2 separate regions of the Gasterosteus aculeatus genome follow, and region 1 is linked to region 2. Evidence: chromatin contacts called from public Hi-C data. All regions are on one chromosome and are shown on one strand. The core of a region is the stretch at or near the end of the contact, and the rest is flanking DNA. Distances in the headings are between cores, read along the strand shown. Region 1 has its middle 8.8 kb from the start of LOC120812609. Region 2 holds the start of tmem208 (transmembrane protein 208).

What was found. A called contact is a pair of places that touch in the nucleus more often than the background predicts.
Region 1: a Hi-C map of liver shows a contact between it and region 2, with 4 times the contacts expected there. The contact joins the enhancer-like site here to the promoter of tmem208 in region 2. A contact is called at or near these places in 6 of 6 Hi-C or Micro-C datasets (blood and trunk muscle, liver, skeletal muscle and 2 more).

The regions. Positions count from the first base shown.
Region 1 is chr12:20,201,988-20,208,891 of fGasAcu3.hap1.1, reverse strand. No RefSeq gene overlaps it. Among protein-coding and RNA genes, the nearest start is that of LOC120812609, 8.8 kb to the left of the region's middle. Within about 2 kb of position 2,596, at least 2 of the 9 cell types and tissues checked have open chromatin away from gene starts, as enhancers often do. A contact at or near this core is called in liver, where this site is marked.
Region 2 is chr12:20,164,322-20,171,270 of fGasAcu3.hap1.1, reverse strand. It overlaps tmem208 (transmembrane protein 208), which reads right to left and starts at 2,440. Exons shown (of 7, transcript XM_040166815.2): 1 at 2,419-2,440; 2 at 2,265-2,416; 3 at 1,337-1,432; 4 at 830-889; 5 at 593-729. The coding sequence starts at 2,440. slc39a1 (solute carrier family 39 member 1) reads left to right here and starts at 3,164. Exons shown (of 4, transcript XM_040197066.2): 1 at 3,164-3,474; 2 at 4,458-4,588; 3 at 4,879-5,193; 4 at 6,079-6,949. The coding sequence starts at 3,360. The coding sequence ends at 6,432.

The DNA of each region.
Region 1 (6,904 bases), core at 1,347-3,846, 37 kb before region 2:
GAGGTCTTGTAAATAAACAAAGGTACAAAAAAAACAACCTAAAATGATGAGAAATAAATCCAGGGAGGGGCCACAGTTGAAACCCAGTAATGTGTAGATACAGCAAGATGAAGAAGAAGTCAATACTATTTGTTCTCAGATCAAATCATGTGGAGTCACTTCATTCTACAGCAGATGGAATTCAATGAAGGTACAGAAACACTTTAAAAGTGACAAAGGGAACGATTCTCAAATCAATGTTATTTCCCTGTTCAAAGTCGTCATTGTGATTTTTCATTGTGAGATATTGAACGCAGATTAATGAGGGAGAAAAATGTACACGAGGCTTCAACGTAACTAAATGAGAAATTAATGACTAGGCCTGAATGATTTTTTGATTTGCTGTAATTTAAGAGTTTTTTAAACACATCTGGGGGCCTCTGAAAGTCTGGAATACTTCCAGTGACTCGATAGTTTCTTTCCTTTAGAACTGCAAACCAGAAAAGGTTTCTCTGATCATTTTAGTCTTCTTAGCATCATCATCTTTTCCTTTTTCCCAGCTGATCCGCTGGTGACATTGTGCAGCCTTCTGCCACACTTAATAATGATGCTTGTAGAATGAGAAATTGTTGTTAATAAAATACAGCAATTCCTCTTGAGATGAACGTGTCCCAGTGACCACATGGCTGATTATTCACCAAATAAAAGGTCTGGTTTCTTTTATTCTGCTGATTGTGAGCATGTGTGAGTTTTAAGGGCTTTCTGAAAAATAAACATGTCACATTGCGCCACCCAGTGTTGATGTCTATTCATTACAAGCACGTGCACTTGTCAATTATTCAATAGAAGCAGAAGAGTTGACCGAACAGACCGTCCTCTAGGGAGCAAAATTACATTCATCATCAAAAATAAGACTTTTTCCTGTAAAATTATCAGACAATTCTGATCTTGGTTGTGTTTCCTCTGAAGAATATATGAACCCATCACTGATTCTGTGCTAAAGGAATTACGTTTAAAAGCAAACTGCTATGTTGGATTTGTGCGACACTGCCCACTGCACATCATACTTAACGGAACACTAACGCGGATTGGATTGAGCAAAATTCCTATTTGAACCATAATTGAACATTTTCTCCTTGCATTCCAGCTCTCCATTTGCATTTATATGACAACAAAACCCCTCAATCTCAGATAACATATGCATGGAAGATCGAGCATTTGGTCACAGACCATTGCTTTTCTTTGTGGCTGATACAATTTCTCATTCTCCTAAGCCCTATTCACACACCCCTTGACAATATGCAAATAATGTCCCTGGGCTACCATTGTATCGCTGCACTTTAGCAAAATGAGTGAGAGGAAAACTATTGTTGCTGGAGTTGTTATCAAATTCCACGAGCCTTTTAGAAAATGTCTGCAGCTGATTGTAACGTAGCATGAACAAAAAGATCCGTGTGATCGGCCTAATGTTGTTTGGAAATGAGAGTCCTGCATTATGAACATCATGGAAATGAGATACTCACATTAATACGGCTCATCTCAGTTTATTCCACCTTTCTATTCTGGAGCAATATTTGGTCTTTTCGAAGTGTGAAGACATTAAACGTGATGACAAGCGATGGGGAAAACAAATCATCTCGTCGTGACGGGAATAGAGTTGACCATCTTAAGAATTGCGTTACAACAACAATCAAGTGTAAAATAATCATCATATTAATCCACAATAAAAATGAATTCCCAGACCAAATATTTTAAAATGGGCTCAAACTCCACCACCTGAAATAATAAAGTCCGGAAGAGCAATATTAATGTCACGATGTAATGTAATGTCATGATGTGAACATTGTTTATGTAGATTTTACAGATGATTATTATGTCTTTTTAGTAAAGTAACACTTTCAATGCAGCACATTTAAATTTACTTAACAGTATTTTTACATCAAGGCATTGGTACTTTTACTAATGTACTAATTAGTTTCTACATCACTGTTGACTTATGACCCCAGGAAAAGTTTCCACGTGATCAAAAGTGATTAGTTTATGATTTTTAATTTTGAGATTTCGTTTGTTTCAAATGTCAGAGTAAAATAATAAAACTATTTTGAGACCCCTCAGATGTATTCTGGAACGCTGTGAAATAGAAGGACTGATTTGATTGTGTAAGAAGAAAGACACCATTGACTTCCTGGAAGACGGGTCATAACCATTAAAGAGTTTTATCCCAAAAAACATTTGTACTCAACTAATTGTAATTTATCAACATTTGTGGGTAAACATTTTGTATTACATTTACTTTATTTAGATTTCTTTTTGTTTACTGTTAGTGTATTGACTTGTTCTATTTGTGTTACCTTTTAATAGTTTTACCTGAAATAAATCAAACTTTGCTTTCTAGGCAACGTTTGAACTAAATGTATCAGACTTACACCTGAAAAACATTTGTCAACATTCGCTGCTCTCTTTGCTTCTTCAATCCAGAATAAGAAAGACAACGTGACTTGTTAAATTTATGCCAAAAGATGGCAGCAAAAAGCCGTCGACGCGCCACTGGCCAGAGTCCATTCATGAATGTAACCACCACAAGAGATGAAGGCAATTATTTACTCCCCAGCACTAAGCAGGGGATCGTGTTTCTGGGGAGAAAGTACAGACACGGTTCAAAGTCTGACTGCGTGCGTTTCCAGTCATCCTTTGGTGCCAGACAGTCTAACTGCATGTCTGCCTGCCAGCATGTCCATCTATCTGTCCACCTGCTTATCTGTGTGTGTGCGTGTGTGTGTGTGGGGTCAACGGCGCCTTACATCTTCATCACAAAAGATTCACAATCGTTCACAATACACATTCAACGTAAAATATATCAATATATGTGATAAAATGATGGTTGTTAAGATCAATATTTTATATATGGATCTATCCTAACATTCCCTCATCAATAAAAAATATTAATTAAAAAAAAAATCTCACTGTTGCTCACAAGTGAGAGAAGGATAAACAGACCTGGCATGTCTTTTAGGTTATGATTCGATTTGGGAAAACTAATTTCTATTTATTTTATACTGTATTCCATGATCATACACATTGATGTCAGCCTGAAATAGTAAATAAACTAAGATAAATATAAATAGGTGGTTGGTCTGGTGTTTTGGACTCGTGGTTGATTTGTTTACTCAGATCAGATAAAAGTCTACATTACAGGTTCTAACACCAAATTGACAAAAGCACACAAAGTTTGATCTTTGTTTGCATGAAACAAAAAACAACCACACGTTTTTATTAGTAATTTTACAATAAGTTAGTAAATGTTTGGATTAATGTTTGAATTATTTTAGTATTGTGGATGCATCTTCTATGTCGTAAAAGTAAAAATAATGATACCATAATGAAAAGGACTCTGTTACAAGGTAACTTAAGTCAAATGACTCAATTCATAAAAATGTCCCCTTGGACTGTGATGATATATTACATTATTACGTTTTTACTTGTACTTACCTACTGATTTTTTAAATAGACTTTGCTGATATTCATCCAAATAATTGACTGACGTCACAATGACCCAACCAGCACCCCAAACCTCAAAGTTATGTAACGAAATTCATCAGAAAAAAGACTCATTTTGCATGTTGAGGACTTTCCTGCACAGCGAAGGCCTGCAGGGTGAATTCTGACAACTCCTCCGACAGTCATTAGAACATCAGTGGTCGCTGTGATGTTGCCTTCGGGGCTCGGGCTAGTACCTGCAACACACGGCCCGCCGACAGGCCGACACGACTTTCTCGCCTCCGCCTCGGTTTGATTGACGTGACCGCAGTAAAACACGGGGGAATGCTCGTTAAACCACTTTGGACCCGAGCAGAGACTTTGATTCGAGCTGATGCTTCGCTCGCTGCGTCTCTTGTCCCTTTTTGAAAGACTCTCGGGTTACTGCTGCAAAATGAGACAAGGCAGTCTCGTCTCCTCTTGTCAATACGATGGGCTGAAAGTGAGACCGCTTGGTTCCACCCTTTTATTTGGGTTTTTAACACCTCGCTCAAAGACAAAGGGTGAGAGATGAAAAATGGCAGTGTACTGTCTGACTGGTTCAGGAGGAGGTCAGACAACGAGGCTTTGTGGCCTCGGCCAGCCGCCACGGTTCAATAAAACGCTTTGATATGAGGAATAATGTCTGTGTGTTTCAAAGAGGAGGGGGGGGAAGACGAAAGAAGAAGAGATGAAAGAGTCACGTTTAATGTCTCCAACAGTTTTGGGGTTGTTTCTAAATGCTGAAGTACAAGTTTATCCTCGGTCACGAATGACGGTGATGCCACAGCTCGCAGATGACAGGATGACATGTGTGCAGCCCGCTTAGTAATTATACTTAAAAGGATGAAAGGCCTGAGAGCTGGTCCATTACTTTTCCCATGTATAATTAATGATTTTTAATGATTTTATGAAAAGGTCGACCAATAACAGGGAGAGTTTAAAGGAGCAGTTGAAAGATGGAGTGAACTTGGATTTAATCGTATTGTAAATTGTAAATGTGTTATGCGGTCGGTTGCTAAACAGGATTGTCAGACAAAAGGGCTTGGAAATTTTTTTGAAAAGATAAATGTTTATTGCTGTTTTTTTCTGCCAGCAGAAGGGAAAACAACATGTTTTACGGCGCAAACACCTTTTACATTACAGCCCCACCGGCGCTGTGGTTCCAGGAATCACAGTAGCTGTAATTCAATCCATTGTTTGTTTATATATAAACAAACAATGCATTTTTTTTCATAGTATTTGTGGTCTCCAGATGATGAATCCCAATGACTTTGGTGACACATGCGTCAAGCATTGAATAGATTGCCATTAGATTTGGAACAAACATTCATGTCTCCTTCTGGAAGCTGCATCCACTTTTTCAAATTAAGTTTAGTTCACCACCAAATACCTGCAGAATAAATGTCATCCGCCTCAGTTAGCAGACGTGAGCTTTACAACACAGAAAAGCTCCTGATAATCAACATTTCAGCATTTCGGCATTTAGCTAAGTCCGTAGACTTTTGATGAACAGAATACTGCTGTCAGGAGGTACGTAAATACCTGCGTTGTGTGTGTTTGTCCCTGCGGGTCTGGACACAAACAGCAAACCTTCTTAAATATTTTCATACCTGTCTGAGAATACATTTTTGCCTTCTAGATTTAAACGCCGCTGTTGCCTCTTTTGGTTCGGTTCACATTTTTAAACCGTAAACGTGACCGCTCACACTCAACAGATTGAGCAACAGTGTCTGAGTGAACAGAGGCCAGTTCATCCACTTGTAATGCTATCAGGTTCTTTGGGGTGCAGCCCAAGGCTCATTCACACGGATTCCTGTCAGCTTTAAACACTGTTTATATGACTTCCAACACCTCTGACAGGCCCAACCCGGCGCAGCACCGGCTGCCAGGCTGCAGAATAATGTCCCCAGTCTGGCCCGAAACACGCTGTATTTGCACGGTTTTTCTTTTTCTTCTTCGCCCAACTTTATGTCACGCTGCCGTTGGTGTTTTTCCCCCCGCAAGCTCAACTCCACTTCATCCGCCGTTCAGAGCAAACACGCACGCACCCAGCCGACAGATGATCTGGTTTGCAATGGCACAAAAGAAACATACAGATACTGTGTTCTTCTGGGCCGAGAGCTGGGCGGACCTCCCTCTCCCTCTCTCTCTCTCCCTCTCCCTCTCCCTCCCTCTCCCTCTCTCTCCCTCTCTCTCTCGGCGAGGGGAAACCTGAGCGGGGTCGGTGCGGTGCTGGAATCTACCGCACTGGCGTCTACCGGAGCCAAAACCTCCTTCTGGAAGTTTGGAAAGCGGGGCGGAGTGACAGCATTTCCTGCATCCATTTACAGTCCCTCAGTATGGAAAACATTTAGACCTCCTAGAGACGAGGAGTCAAGTCATACGCCGGTTGCATTTCTTTGGTGGTATTTTGGGGTAAATGCAGGTTTTGCAAAGGAAACCATTTCAAACTGCAAACAACAAAGTGGAAACAGAAAAAAAAGGAGGTGGTGTGACTGGCGGGATTGTTCCTCGTCATGGATTTGTAGAAGGAATTAAATCAAAACGTCTATGAAATGAGTCAAACATCAGCGGTGTCTCTGGAGACGTATTGTCTGAGGACAGGCACGATATTTACACCAGCCACAGCTAAACCACTATGCAACCACCACGCGCTGTGTTCACGCACACATACATTCATTTAAAAGAACTGTTGGAACTCCAGAAAACTGGAGTGGTAAGAGAAAACTGCAAAAAGAAGTAAAGGGAAGAGTATTATTTTTAAGGGGGGATCAAGATGGAGGTGAAGATGATGTTCTGTGTATAAAACAAAACTGGAATCCAAGAAGCTCGGTAAAGTCCTTTGTTTACATCGTCTGCTCGTGTGAATCATTGTGGGAGTGACACCCAAGCACAGAAATCCCATCTTGCGACAGAAGAATGTAAAAGTCAATGTGGCCGCAGGCAGCAAATAAATTAAATGATGGCGTCGCGACTTGTTAGAGTTCAGAGATCGACACTGTGAGACATGCCAGGTAACGCGTGACTGTTTAGTTTACGAAAGCCAATCCCATAAACTGCACGTCGGTCACTTGCCGTGACCTTCTCCAGTGACCTCCGGGGGTCACGACGGTGCTCATCAAACCGTCAGGGGACCCGGGGGGGCTCTGTGGGCGGATCGGAGGGGTTAAACGGGAGTCGAAGAGTCTCTCGGCTTCCATTCAAGAGGCGAGCAGCTTCAGGCGGCACTGGTCGCAGCTAACGGCAGCTGAAAGAGAAGTTTGTCTCCAACGCCCCCCCGTCCCCCCGTCCCCCGTCCCCCCCACCCACCCTGCGCCTCCGTCTCCATGTAATTACACTATGGCTGACAGACACGGCGCTTAAAGTAACAAAACAAAGGCGGACTGGGAAGCAAACAGGTCCACAG
Region 2 (6,949 bases), core at 1,191-3,690:
TAAAATGTCACAAGAACAATGACATGTTGCTGTGCACGCAGGACGACAATGTTGTCCTCTGCAGCGAGGACTAACAAAGCACAAGACTGCTTTAAAAAAAAAAAACATTTCAATGAACCCATTCCTGGACGTAAATAAATACACCTAAAACAACAAATTACTTTCTCAATAGCATTAGAAAGCAGCAGTAAACAAACATTTGCAATGCAGGGGCATCGTGGAGTAATGTCTACCTGAGCAGAGAATGAAGAGGCTCTTGTGTCTGTTCCAGGTCTTTGTTTACGTAACCTCGCGCCTTTTAGCGCACGTGAGCGCGGTCCCCCTGGTTAGCTCAGAGACGCTTACACGCATGTCGCTCTCGCAGCCGTCAGGTAAACACGGTGATCTGTCAACGCCGCTGGCTTTGTTTGCGCTGCCGGCTCAGCTGTCGCCTCGTTGAGGCTCTTTAGAAATCCCTCTGAGCTCCCAATTTAGCACCGTGAAATTTAAGGCACCACGAGTAGGATTTTTAGTTTGTAAAACTGACATTAAAAGTCAGCCCCTCTTCCTCGGCTCCACGGACTGGCGGGGGGGGGGGGGGGGGTTTACTTACTCAGCCATTCCTTGCTCCATGTTCAGGTCTATCCCTCCGTCCAGCAGACCTCCGTCATCGGCAAATGCCGGCTTGGCCATGGCCGACATGGAGCGGTAACTCCCGACATACACCGCTAGCGCGAACACCAGCAGGAGCTGCGGGAGGCGCGCGAGGCGTTAAAAGGCGGGGAGGGAGGAGGTGCATCACATTTGTGGTGTATGGAGACTTTAAGCGATGGTGATTACGTGCACTCACCCATGTCGAAAACGAAGACGAACTGTAGAAAACCAAAAGATTTGTGGCAGCATATATTGCCTGCAGAGGAACAGCAGTATATTTGTGGGTTTGGTTGACATGAGAGTGGGATGTTAGTGGGGGTAGTAGTGTGGTGGATTATGATAATCACTCATTTCACCGTCCTTACTATTTCATCAACTAAAGAAACCTTTGTCCCAAATATACTATAAAGATGAATCAATTATGAAAATACTTATTGGTAGAATTTTTATATTATGATTTCAATGAAAATCTGTAATATCCCAAGTAATTTTAGACCATTGATGACGATGGTGCAAACCCATGAGCAGGAATCTGTCATTTTGGTACATATACCGTGCTATTTTAAAGTAACAAACAACCTTTGATCCACTGAAAATCTTTTTAACACAAACACCACACAAGTGAACTACCAGAACGGGGATCCCCTCGCAAAGTTTGACGTTTCTTTTGACAGTACAAACACAAAAACAGCGCGGCTCTTACGTTGGCTCCTAGGATGACTCTGACGTAGAACTTTAGAGTCGCCTCGTTCTCCTCATAGATCTGCTTCTTTCCCTTTGTGCCGACCTTCCCTTTGGGCTGTGGGGTAAAAATACAAAATGATTGTGCTGTTCTTCAACTCCTTAAAAATAACTAAATCTTTTTGAGTAAAACCAGTGCAAAACGGCTTTATAGACAAAACTTCCTGCTGTGGGGAGCAAATATAACTTGATATCGAAGATTAATAAATATGTATTTATTCAGATAAAAGTTAAGATTTGAGAATTCTATGTGTTCATGTCTTAAGATCTATTAATATGCAACATCAAAAAAAAAATCAAATAAAATGTGTGCGTGAGACTGATGGTATTTGATGACATTTTATTGCTCTGCACTGGAAGATGTTTTTTATTGGTATCTAATTATTAGAATGGAGATTAAAGTTTTGTTTTACGAATTTGTAGTTCTAGACCTTTTCTTGTAGATATTTTTCAATGATCCATTATTTCCCAAAAATGCAGCATAACTACATTTTCAACTTTTGTTGCATATCAGTGCCTATTTGTTTAATGTTGCTATTGCTCTGTTGGTTCTGTGTAAGTTTTCTCATTTTGTAAACTTGTATATAAATAAATGGAGTAAGTGGAGCTGCCGTGAGACCGACCGCCTGGGAGTGCTGTAAAGCCACTAGAAGTACTAATGAGCTGGATTTTGACAGATCTTAACGGGGATTCAGTGGAGTGAAATATGGAGTTTAGGGGGAGAAAATTCAACATTTTTGGATCCACAATCCACAAATGTAGTCTTTCTTCCTACAAGCAGACACCAACACGTATCTTATATGTTAGCGCGTGGCGGTCTCGCTTGTCTCGGTGAACGTAGCAGTGAGTCAGTCGCTTGTCCCCGTCTCCGTGTGTCCCGTTTCTCTCACCGCCATTCGATCTCTTCCGCTGTGTCTTCCTCTGACATCGACCCGCGACCCGACGCCGCGTCTCTGCCTTGTTTTATTGTTACTGACCCGCGGGAGGAAACTCACGAGACTCCCTGCGGCGAGCGCTCCTTGTAACACATCAGCATTCGGGGCTTCTGATCGATGGAGGCGAACATATCCGGCGCATGAAGATGTCGTCATCAATCCCCGTCGCAGGCGCGCTGGTGGTGGTGGTGCGAAAGGGTGCGAATGTGGTGAGATGGCGCCACCCGCTGGTTAATAAAATTATTATTAGATAGTCAAACAAATGACCCCACCAAAGTAAAGGATTATTAAATGAGGATTTAAGTTATTATTTATCCAAGGCAATGTATGTGTTTTTGTTTTAGTAAAAATACACTCTTCAGTCTTTACGATGAGGATTTATTATAAATGCTCTATTTCCTATTTGTATCGTGCTGTTTACGTACTGCAAAAAACAAGGCTCCTGTTGTAGCCCAAAATTAATGATAAAACACTGCAAAATTCCAAAATTTGATTGTATTAAAATAAATGTTGTTATCGCACATAGTGCGGAGAAGTCAAAAAAGTAAACTGCAGAGTTACGTCGTCTACATGTATACATTGTTAATGTTATATATACATATTAAGTAAGCGGTAGATGAATGTGCTGTGGTTCAGAGACATTTAGCATGAACAGTGCAGGTATCTGTATGGGTAGAAAATATTGTTTTGGTTTTAGTCTCCTGTGTGATCTTGTTTTCACTAATAATGTATCGAAAGAAACTCTGGTGAATTATAATTAAATTAACACGAAAGTTATGATATAGTTATTAAAGTTTCTTTCACAACGAGTTCAACGAGTATACACTGTGGTTTACAGTTTCGCGAAGGGTGCGTTTCGCCCTCCTCGGCCACCGTAGTAGGAACTGGTGGTACACTTGTAAATAACAACAGTGGGCGCCGCTGCTTTCTGGGGGGACTCTGGTCTTCCTGTCGGTTGGCGAAGCTCCGGGCTCCTCTCGTAGCTCATTAAATGTTAGCTCAGTCAGGCAGCGAACTTCTGTCCTGAACGGACAGCTTTTATGCCGCAACATGGACTTCTTGCTCCAGGTGAAAATTGGCGCTCTGGTCGGTTTATTGCTCCTGACTCTTTTTTTTGGATTTATCCCCGCTCGAGTCAAATGTTTCAGAGACACACACGGGACAGGTAAGTTCACGTCGATTTGAACATTAGCAGGCAACGTTAACTCTGGCGGTTATTATCGTGGCATTCTCTCACTGTTGTCAAAGAAGTCAGGACTTTGAATCCGTCGGAAAACTCAACACGAATTACCGGAAATGAATCAAAGGTATTAATTGGATTTGCCTCCTCGTTCCTTTGTCACTCCGACGCCGAAGTGAAAAGGAAAAGTCGCTGATTCATCTGCGATATTCATTTTCAGGCTTCGACGCGCTGTAATTTGCACATAGACAAAGCAAACTGAAATGCTTAAAAGGCACGAGTAGGGTTTGGTGCTGTAACCGATCCCGTCAGTGTTTCCGTTTCACCAGCCGTCCGTCTCGCGCAGTCACGTGTCCTCAATGTAGCGATAACGTACGTGTTGTGAAGGCAATGAACTGCTAATGATGTCATCAACCGTGACTCAGAAACCATTAACCCGCTGATAAGAGAACAGTGGTAACGTGGTCAAAAAAAGGGTGGATTGCAATCATCATATAATGCGATGAGCTGACACTGTTGACTAATTCCTGTATCTTGTTAATGTCATTAATCAACCTAAATGTGTAAATTGATTGACTGATTGTTGTAATGTGAATGAGAGGGATGTCTGGATGGTGACGGTCATTTCTTCCCATTACATGCGCGTGCGTTTTAGTGCCCTGCAGAGTCATTTGGACTTTTGTGCTTCGTGGTCATGCTGTGTCACATGATCTATTAACAATTATTCCTACTTTGGAAGGATTGGCGTTTCTTTTCTAAATGTTGGAGGTGTAGAATCATCTATCATCAATCCCTCTGTTTACAGGGATTTTTTTTGCTCAAAGGGAACCGTGAATAAAAGACAGATTTACTTTAAAAAATGCTGCAATTGGAAGAATAGGTTTTGTTTACTCTGTCCGTGATGCCATTTTGTCCTTTGTAATTAAACCCCTGTGTAACTTGTTTGTCTTTTTTTTATGCATTTGCAGACAGCCACCGCACAGTTCTTAGTCTGATCAGCTGCTTCGCCGGCGGGGTTTTCCTTGCAGCATGTTTCCTCGACATCATTCCAGATTATCTGTCCGACATAAAGGCTGAGCTGGACGCTCGGTCTGTGGAGGTACGTCCAACAATGGGTTCATTGACATGGACGAACGTAGAGTGTGGATAAATCATGAATCCCACACACACAGGCTGTTTTTACAAACAATTTTTTGTATTTTGTAATGTATCTCTGTCATGTAAATGTATGTCAATATTGCTTTAAATAAATCTATTAATTCTATATATGCCATTTTAGAAAGTAGTAAAAAAAAAGGTGCCGAATCTACGTGTTTTATCGGATCATTTATTATTAATTATACATCAAAGTGTTTTTGATTGATTCATCTCCCTGTCGGTCTCAAACAGACCAGTTTCCCCCTCGCAGAGTTCATCATGGCCGCCGGCTTCTTCATGGTCCTCATCCTGGAGAGGGTCGTGCAGAACTGTCGGGAGATGCGGGGGACTCGGGAGGAGAGGGCTCCCCTCATCCCGGACAACAGGAACGGACACGGCCACGGCCACGGCCACGGAAGCAGCCCCGACCTGGAGGGCAGCGGCCACCACGTCCACGTGGACTTTCAGGCCCACTCGCCCTTCCGCTCCTTCATGCTCTTCCTCTCCCTCTCGCTCCACTCGGTTTTCGAGGGCCTCGCCATCGGCCTGCAGAGCACGGACTCAAAGGTGACACGAAACGGCTCTTACCCTCAACTCTTTTATTAGAAGTGACCTCTGTGGCTTGTGCGCTTGGCCCGAGAAAAGCGCTGCAGTAAACCATGTGACCAGAAGAAAGCAGGGTTTAAGGTTCCTAGACAGGAAAGGAATCCGGCTGTCATGAGAGTCAGATCTGCACCTCGTGGTCACAAGACAACCCAAGCGGTCTGAGCATACCACCCATGGTCCCTGGGGGCTTTTCATCTACATGCAGTTGTGTGTTGATTTGATGTCTTTGGCTCTGTTGAAAATGTTCTTCTCTTTTCAGAAAAAAGGCTTTCTGCATTTAGTTACTTTATGGAAAAAGAGAGAGTCTCTGACTGATTTGATACATGAAGCGGTTGTATTTTTTTCCCGTCCGACACTGATTTATAAAAGCCCCGTTGAATGAGGTTAAAGGTGCAGAAGAGTTCGGTGGGAATTAAATAAACATCATCGAACTGTTGAGGTACTTTTCCCTACAGAACAATGGGCTCAACTGATTATAAATAATTATTAAGTGGGCGATACTAAAAGATCCTCTGCTGTAGTAGATTTTAGGGTTTTTCATTTTTTACATCCTTTATGAAAATGAAATTTCAAACTCTTTAATAGATACAATTTTGATAATCCAGCCAATGAAACATCTGAAAATCGGTGCACTTCATTGACAAAACCCATAACCAACCAGCGGACTTCCTCTTTGCACAACATCATTGACCTCAAAATGACTGGAGATATCAAACACGTGGCTACCACGGCAACAACAGCATGGCACACATACTTGGCCCAAACTACAAAATGATCCACGTTTTTACTATTGTTTTGTTTCCTATGGAAGTTTTTTTACGTATTTCTCTCGCCGTTTTCCGCCAGGTGTTGGAGATCTGCATCGCCATCCTTGTCCACAAAAGCATCATAGTCTTCAGCCTGTCGGTGAAGCTCGTCCAGAGCGCCGTGCGCCCGCTGTGGGTGGCCGCCTACATCGGCGTGTTCGCCATGATGTCGCCGATAGGCATCGCCATCGGCATCAGCGTGATGGAGGCCCAGCTGGCGGCGGGGGCGCTCATCCAGGCCGTCCTGGAGGGGCTCGCCGCGGGGACCTTCATTTACATCACCTTTCTGGAGATCCTCCCGCACGAGCTCAACTCCCCCGGGAAGCAGCTCCTCAAGGTGCTCTTCATCCTGCTGGGCTTCAGCGTCATGGCGTGTCTGACGCTTTGGGACTGAGACGAGTCGCCGTTCAGCCGGCAGCTCACTTTCGCGCTGAGAGACAAACCGTTCCCTCGTTACCAAAGAAGAAATCGGTTTGCTTGCGCACTGTTACACCCGACTCTGGTGCTTTTAATGTTAAAGGGAGCACGACAACAGATGTGGATGTAGTATCGTTTTTTAATATTGTTTTAAAAATGCATAAAGGAGTCGGGACAATTTGCGCTGAATCATTTCCTCTCACGATGTGTTGATGTAAAGAGGAACTGCGTCGATTAGTGTGTTGAAAGACTGAAAGTGGCGCAGGGGAACAAAGTGGTGTTCTGATTCATCACTAGCTTTGTATTGCAACATGTGAAAGAAAGAAGCCTGTAAGAGGAATCCACTGGAAACAAGAAGTCATTACCACCAGATTCATCTACATTTTACTTGAAAGTAATTCCAACACACATTGTTGAAGTGTTTCATATCTTTACTTCAGACTTCAGATGGTTCTTAACTTAACGTGATGTTTCCTCTGACCCAGGTCCATTTG